Regions from separate parts of the Gossypium hirsutum genome. Here region 1 is linked to region 2. The links are chromatin contacts, called in public Hi-C maps. All regions are on one chromosome and are shown on one strand. The core of a region is the stretch at or near the end of the contact, and the rest is flanking DNA. Distances in the headings are between cores, read along the strand shown. Region 1 holds the start of LOC107895302 (transcription factor MYB108). Region 2 holds the start of LOC107924798.

Evidence for each region. Hi-C and Micro-C count contacts between places; a contact is called where the count stands out from the background.
Region 1: a contact with region 2 is called in a Hi-C map of leaf, with 2.4 times the contacts expected there. The contact joins the promoter of LOC107895302 here to the promoter of LOC107924798 in region 2. A contact is called at or near these places in 8 of 34 Hi-C or Micro-C datasets (hypocotyl, leaf, petal and 1 more).

What each region holds. Positions count from the first base shown.
Region 1 is chrA11:11,547,971-11,551,621 of Gossypium_hirsutum_v2.1, forward strand. LOC107895302 (transcription factor MYB108) reads left to right here and starts at 1,376. Exons shown (of 3, transcript XM_016820610.2): 1 at 1,376-1,870; 2 at 1,971-2,100; 3 at 2,183-3,106. The coding sequence starts at 1,711. The coding sequence ends at 2,774.
Region 2 is chrA11:11,360,772-11,364,241 of Gossypium_hirsutum_v2.1, forward strand. It overlaps LOC107924798, which reads left to right and starts at 2,186. Exons shown (of 7, transcript XR_001691854.2): 1 at 2,186-2,550; 2 at 2,651-2,750; 3 at 2,873-2,968; 4 at 3,075-3,127. It overlaps LOC107923633 (a long non-coding RNA gene), which reads left to right. Exons shown (of 4, transcript XR_001691587.2): 2 at 1-147; 3 at 406-509; 4 at 591-740.

The DNA.
Region 1 (3,651 bases), core at 126-2,625, 190 kb after region 2:
CCAATCTGGCTGATCCGTTTCAGCTTTCAGTTTATCAGTGGAAAACAGTTTATACAAGTCACAATCCTTTACCAGCTACCAATTTGACTTCCCTTTGCTCTATCACCCTAAAATTCTTCCTACTACCCTAGCTCACCTAACTCATTTTTGTTTTAGGATTACTGGTTACAGAAGCAAACAAAATTTCGTTTGCAAGGCCTTTTGTCATATAAGTAGGATACAAAATCCTGTGTGTTTCAATTTCCGAAGAGGCTGATCAATTGACACTTAGTTTGCTTAGTAAGAAAAAAAGAAAAAAAAATGAAAAGATTGTAATTTGAGATAGAAAAAAGAATAAAAATAATTTCTTTTTCATTCAATGCTCGATTAAGTTGATAAAGAAAGAAGAGAAAAAAGAAAGAAAATGGATGCAATTATTCTTCCAACACACCGTTTAATAGTTAATACCCATGCTATGTTAAGTTTCATGTTTATGGAATCAACAACGGCATTCCCAATCCACGCAAGTCTCAATCAGACAGTTTCTTTTATCCTGTTAAGCACTTGGGTTGAGAAAAGGAGAGTAAAACTCTAGCTTAATTCAATTGGAAGAGGATGGATGTTTGAAATGTGAGATGTTACTACTCCAGTACGGAGTTGTCAAACAAATAAAGATGAGGTGCATTGTCGTCTTAACTGTGGCAGAAACAGACTTCCCACTCCATGTTGCAAAGGCCTGCTATTCTTCTCACCAATCCCAGTCTGCTCCTTCTGGCATCCATGGAGTTAACCACGTTAATAACTTGGATATTGTCACTCTCAACCATTACTTTGCGTTGGCCTCAATCCCCTGTAAATCTTTGCCCATCATATATTTTTTCATTTAATATTAATTATTATTTAAAATAAATTTATTTTAATATATGTTACTAATCAATATAAATATAATATTAGGATAAATTTATTTTATATTAAATATAAATATAATTTTTAATATTTTTTATATATAATGATTTTAATATAATATCGCTAATAATTATTTTTACGATTAAATTTAAACACATATCAAGTGATTTGTCCCTAAAATAATTAATTTCACTACTTCCTTTATTTTTAATTTTTCATTCAATTCAACCGTTAAACTAAACAGACCAAATAGAATTAGACGTGATTGCAGTAATACTTGGCCCTTCAAAAAGGTGTAAGCAAAGTCGTCTCATCATCTCACATGTTGCAAACCATATCAGAAGAAAACAATAGACATATGCGTAATAATAAACAAAGACAACTTGTCCCTATAAGAAGACCCTTTTTCTTTTTATCTATTTGCCATTAGACTGTCTCTTTGGTCTTCACAATTCATACTCGTATGATTTGTCCAATTGTGCTCCTGAAACAGATATGAAAAGTCAGACGGTCAAATGCCAAAATAAAAAATAATAAAAAATCACAAATGGGTCCAATAAAATAGTAGTATTCTGCTATTAACTTAATCAGTTTGATTACTATGATTAATCTCGTGGATCGTCAAACATGACCTTTTTCTTGTTTATTAGGAGAAAAAAAATTATTGTTTAGTTTCAGTCTAAACCCATGTTGGCCGCTGTCTATATAATCATCCTCCTATCTAATATACTCGTAAGCTATCTTCATCACAAATTCATTTCTCAAATCAGCTTAGAGGTTTATCCTTGCCTCTCCGACTGTAATTAACCTGTTTTAAGTTGAGAAATGGATGTTTACAAGAGAGGTTTCATATCTGAAACTTCAAGAAATGAAGAAGAGATGGAGCTAAGGAAAGGTCCATGGACTGAAGAAGAGGACTCCATGCTTAAGGCGCATGTCAATATCCACGGCGAAGGTCGCTGGAACGCTGTTGCTCGCTTATCAGGTTAATATATATAGCGTAGTTTCTTTCCCTGGTTATTGAAACAAATTTGGTTTTAGCTTTTATTCGTAATTTCTCAGAGTATGAAATGAAATGTGCGCAGGATTGAGAAGAACCGGAAAAAGCTGCAGATTGAGATGGCTGAACTATATGCGACCAGAAATCAAACGAGGAAACATCAGCCTCGAAGAGCAGCTATTGATTCTTGAACTCCATTCTCGCTGGGGCAACAGGTTTTTTGCTGGCTTTCCTCCTTCCTGCAATTCAATAAACATAAGAATGATCTTAGGCTAATCTTCTTTTGAAACTGTGAAGGTGGTCGAAAATTGCACAACACTTGCCTGGAAGAACAGACAATGAAATAAAGAATTATTGGAGAACAAGAGTCCAGAAGCAGGCCAAGCAGCTTAACTGTGACGTTAATAGCAAACAATTCAAGGACGCCATGCGTTACGTTTGGATCCCCCGTTTAGTTGAACGGATCCGTGCTTCATCCGAGTCTCCCTCGAGTCAACCTTCTACCACCACCAAAACCACCTACAATGATTGTATCAGCAACATAAGCAGCAGTCAAATGAGCTACGCAAATGCGAGTGGGTCGGTCCAGGTTGACCCAAGTCTTCTGCCCGAATTATCAGGCACGTCATCAGACTCCCTTGACACCCAAGTCTCTTCCGTTTCGGACCTGACCGATTGTTACAATCCACAGAGCCTTTCAAACTACTTACACAAGGGGTTAGGTTTGGAAAAGGAGGGAGCGGCCACATGGGGCAGAGATGAAGAATTCCAGGCGACAGAGGAGCATGGCAATGGTTTGTTGGTTGGTGGTGGGGAGTCATCGATGGACACTGTGTGGAATGAAGAGAATGTTTGGTTTTTACAGCAGCAGCTTCGTGATGGGATCTAACCACATGAATTCGCTAGCGTGACGCTTCCACTTTTTCTATTTTAAACCATTGTCCCCATACTGTTATACGATGATGGAGAATATGAAAAACACAAGTTTCGACTAACATCGCCAAATGCGACTGCTTTTAGAATGTAAATGATTCACGCAACATTGTCAGGGTTTATATGTAGCATTAATTATTAGTGTGCTCTGAAGAAATATCCTTTGCCCTGCTCAAATATACTCTGTTTTTTCTTTTTATCATTAATCGAGCATTCATAGTTTAATTTTTATTGAAAACAAATTTTACTAGTGTTACGCAATTTGTCAATGGAAAATATCTTAAGATATGATGGTAGTATTTGTAAATACGTATATTATTATATATTTAAAAAATAAATTAAAAAATTAGATAAAAACACTCTTAAAATAACAATAATAGTATTTGAGTAATATGGCAGTTTAATTTTTTCGAAAAAGAGTGCTAAATAATCTAATTGCTATTATAGGCAGATGAATTGGAATTAGTTGTATGAAAACTTGAAAAAATCTTTAGAAACTTGATAATAATTAAAGAAGAGAATTGCATAGGTGGTGGCACTTACACCACAACTTTGTGGAATATCCTGGAAGTACAATACATATATATCATGTATATATGCTTGTTTTCTTGTTTTGTCTCTATTGTAATATACCAAAGCAAATGCATGGTTTGACAGTTTGGGTGAGAATGTGGGATGAAAACTCTCCCTCCCCAACATTGTCTGTGGAGACACATCCCATGGATCCTTCTTTTCTTTTGGCACATTTTCTTAATGTTTATCCAAGCAAAGAATTAGATCTCGTGACTGTTGCTGCAACTTGGAGATTCTAGAAGAGGCACCTTTATCATTGG
Region 2 (3,470 bases), core at 936-3,435:
GAGGTGAAATGGCACACGACTCGTTTATTCTGATTTCTGTTTATGGGTCCCGGGCTGAATTGGGCCATAACAGTGAATAATATATTAATCGTAAAGAAAATAGAATTTTCATGGTTTGAGAACAACCAAGGCAAATGCAAGGAGTAGGTAAGATTTTCCTTCCTTAAAATGAGAGATTACAATTTAACCCTTTAAAAATTATTAAATTATAAATTTATATGCATACGATAAAATTAAAATTTTGTCCCAAAAATGAAAAAAAATCAATTTAATCCATTGCAAAAATGTTAAAATTATAAATTAATATATAATAAAATTATACGTTAATCTTTTATAAATTTATAATTCAATTTTAACAATTAAAAAAAATTCTAAATTCACATCTGCCAACAACTCTGCTAACAGGAAAAATCTGAAGGAATTTAGGCTTGAGTGGTTCTTGGAAGGTTGAAATCAATACCCATGACTTACACTACCTCCGATTTGATGTAGAGAAAAGAAGTCGCCATGTAATTATTCTTCCATCGCCAATTCTTGCTATTATACTTTGGGTCGTTTAGTAAAAAAATTTAGCTCTTTGTTTTTCCCAGTACACTCCAAGCTTGATACCAGGGAAAAGGTGGATCGTTTGGTCTCTACATTTTGAAGTATTCCTACTTTGTTGCCAAGCCAAAGCAATTGAAAGACATTGTGTAAACATTACTTCTATTGATTATATTGCTCTACTTTTATAATGGTTATTTTTTTCTTTGTTTTTTAAAAAATATTTTTCAAATTTGATATGGTATATTTAAGTAAGTAAAAATTAATTTTGAAATTTTGAAATAAAATTGGTTGGTATATTTTAAGCTTTAATATTTTTTTTTTAAATTTTACATTTTAAAAGTAAAATTAAATATATTAAAAGTATTTGAAGGTTAAATAAAAAGATGGGGTTTTGAAACCTTAAATAATTTGATAATTTAAAACGTAAACTTTTCAATTATAATCTAAAAAGCACAATTTAAGGATAATGAAAACTTCTAGAAATTATCTTTAATTAACTCTAAAATTTAAATAGAGAAAACATAGATACGCTACTTTTTGTTATATATATACATGGGTAAATTTTAAAATTATATATCAACTTTGATTTATATATAATTTGATATATGAACTTTGATCTAGTGCAATTGTACACATAAAACTTTTATTGTGGTTTAAATGTATATATGATACATTAACTTTGATTCAATCATATACATTTAAATAAGTACAATAATTTATTTTTATATTAGATAAATATAATTATACGTGTATACAATATACAAACATAAAATGATATTATATCAATAATTGTGTTAATAATTTGTGAGAATTTGATTAAATAAATGCTTCATGTATAAAATTACGTAAAATCAAAGTTTATGTATAAAATTACACATTAAACCAAAATTCATATTTAATTTTAATATTTATCTCATATATAATTATTTTTAACCAACTCTATAAATTAAATAAAAAATATTATTTTTAGAACATTTAAAACAATATTTATAAATTGTTTTTAAAAAAATATTAAAATAGTAATTAAAAAGCACCTAGAAATAATATTATTGAAAATAGTATATGTAAAATAATATTTAAAATATTTTTTTTAGATATAAAAATTTTAAAACCATAAAAACGGAAAAAATACATATCTAAAATAAAATTTAAAAATTTTGGGAACAATTTACATTTTTGGTTATAATTATACTTATTATAAAAATTTAATATAAATTAATTTTTGCATCGTTCTTAAAATCTGTTAAAAAATGAAGTGTGAATTAAAATCTCTATTTTTAAAATTATATTTTAAATTTTTTTAAAGTATGTTAAAAGTATAAAATCTGTTAGTAATTAGTAAATGTATTTTCACTAAAAAATACCGTACAAATATTTTATTAAATAGTTAACAAATTTAAGAAGAGAGACTAAAATGGAATGAAATTAGGATTTGTCCCAGCCCATTCAACGAGATGGGGGCCTTAAATAAAACCTTATAAACGGTCTAAGGCCCAAAACCAGTAAAACTCGCGCTTACCAAACCAATCATACTGTTGGGCCTCATTTCTCGGTTTCTTTCCTTTCCGTACACGCATGGCAAAGGTTATTGGTCCGTTTTGCTAAATAAGTCCCGCACCGTCACTCCAGCATTCCATCATTATTACAGGAAAAGAACAAAAAAAAGGGTGCTGCGCTGGCGGATCTTGTGGAATTTGGCGTCCAGTCGCCTTATATCTTTCCTTGTATTTCCCTTTGTACATTTTGTTTTGTGCTACCAGTAAGTTTGTAAGAGATGTCTTCTTCACTTGCAATTTCCTCAAGCTCCCTTAGGCTCACCCATGTCTTCCCAACTAATGGAAATGCAATCCTCTTTAACGCCATATCCAGTTGCAGAATCTCCTCTTTGAAGTCACCGTCTTTGAACAGTATCTTCATTAGAATCCCATACGGGTCCTTCAAGAAGGCCTCTTTTTTCACTTCCTCCAGGCCCTTTTCTCCTGTCATGGAATGGCAGGATTGCACGTAAGTTTTGGCATCCTCCCTTCCCTTCTCTTCTTTCTATTCACTAGAACATACTCGTTGACTAATTTTTTTTTTGTGTGTGTGTGTAAAATGGGTTCAGGGCAAAGATGGAAATTGATGTACCTGCATCGGTCGCTTACAAATGTTACTCTGATCGTGAAGCAATTCCCAATTGGATGCCATTCATTTCATCTGTCCAGGTTATTGTGTATATTGCTAATGTGTTGCAGGGGTCACTCCGTATTCTATTCTTAAAATGTTGTGGCAGACAGTGATAATTTCATTGGAAACTTCGATTTTTGATTCTTTGTGTTCTAATCAGGTATTGGAAGACAAGCCTGATTTGTCACGGTGGTCGTTGAAATATAAGGCATTTGGTCGTGATATTGAATACTCCTGGCTTGCTAGAAATATGCAAGTAAGGAACCTGTTTGACCTCGCTCCTTTTCGCCCTCTTTTTGCTTATTCAATCGATAAGTTCTTGTATGAATTTCATTTCAACTGATCTTTATTTTCTTGTGCAGCCCATCCCAAATCAGAAAATTCACTGGAGATCTCTGGAAGGTCTTCCTAACAGGCAAGCAAAAAAACAACCCAGTATTAGGAATTCCATTGACTCCTTGAATAAACCAAATTTTTCATTTTTCTTTTAGTTCAGTTTATGAGTTTGCCTTTTTATTGTTTTGTCGACACCGAAGCTCTATAAATTAATCCCATTGGGAAACTCTTGCACGCCGTTAAGGCAATACTGCAAAATTGGGTGCTGACTTGGGACTTTGTAGCATCGCCAAAACAATTTATTCGTTTGCCAGGTGCTGCCTATTCCCGAAATATGATGAAAATGACAAAATGAAAGCATGAAAGATGATAACTACCCCCTCCCCCAAAATGAATGCTATGAAAGATGATCTTTGGAACCA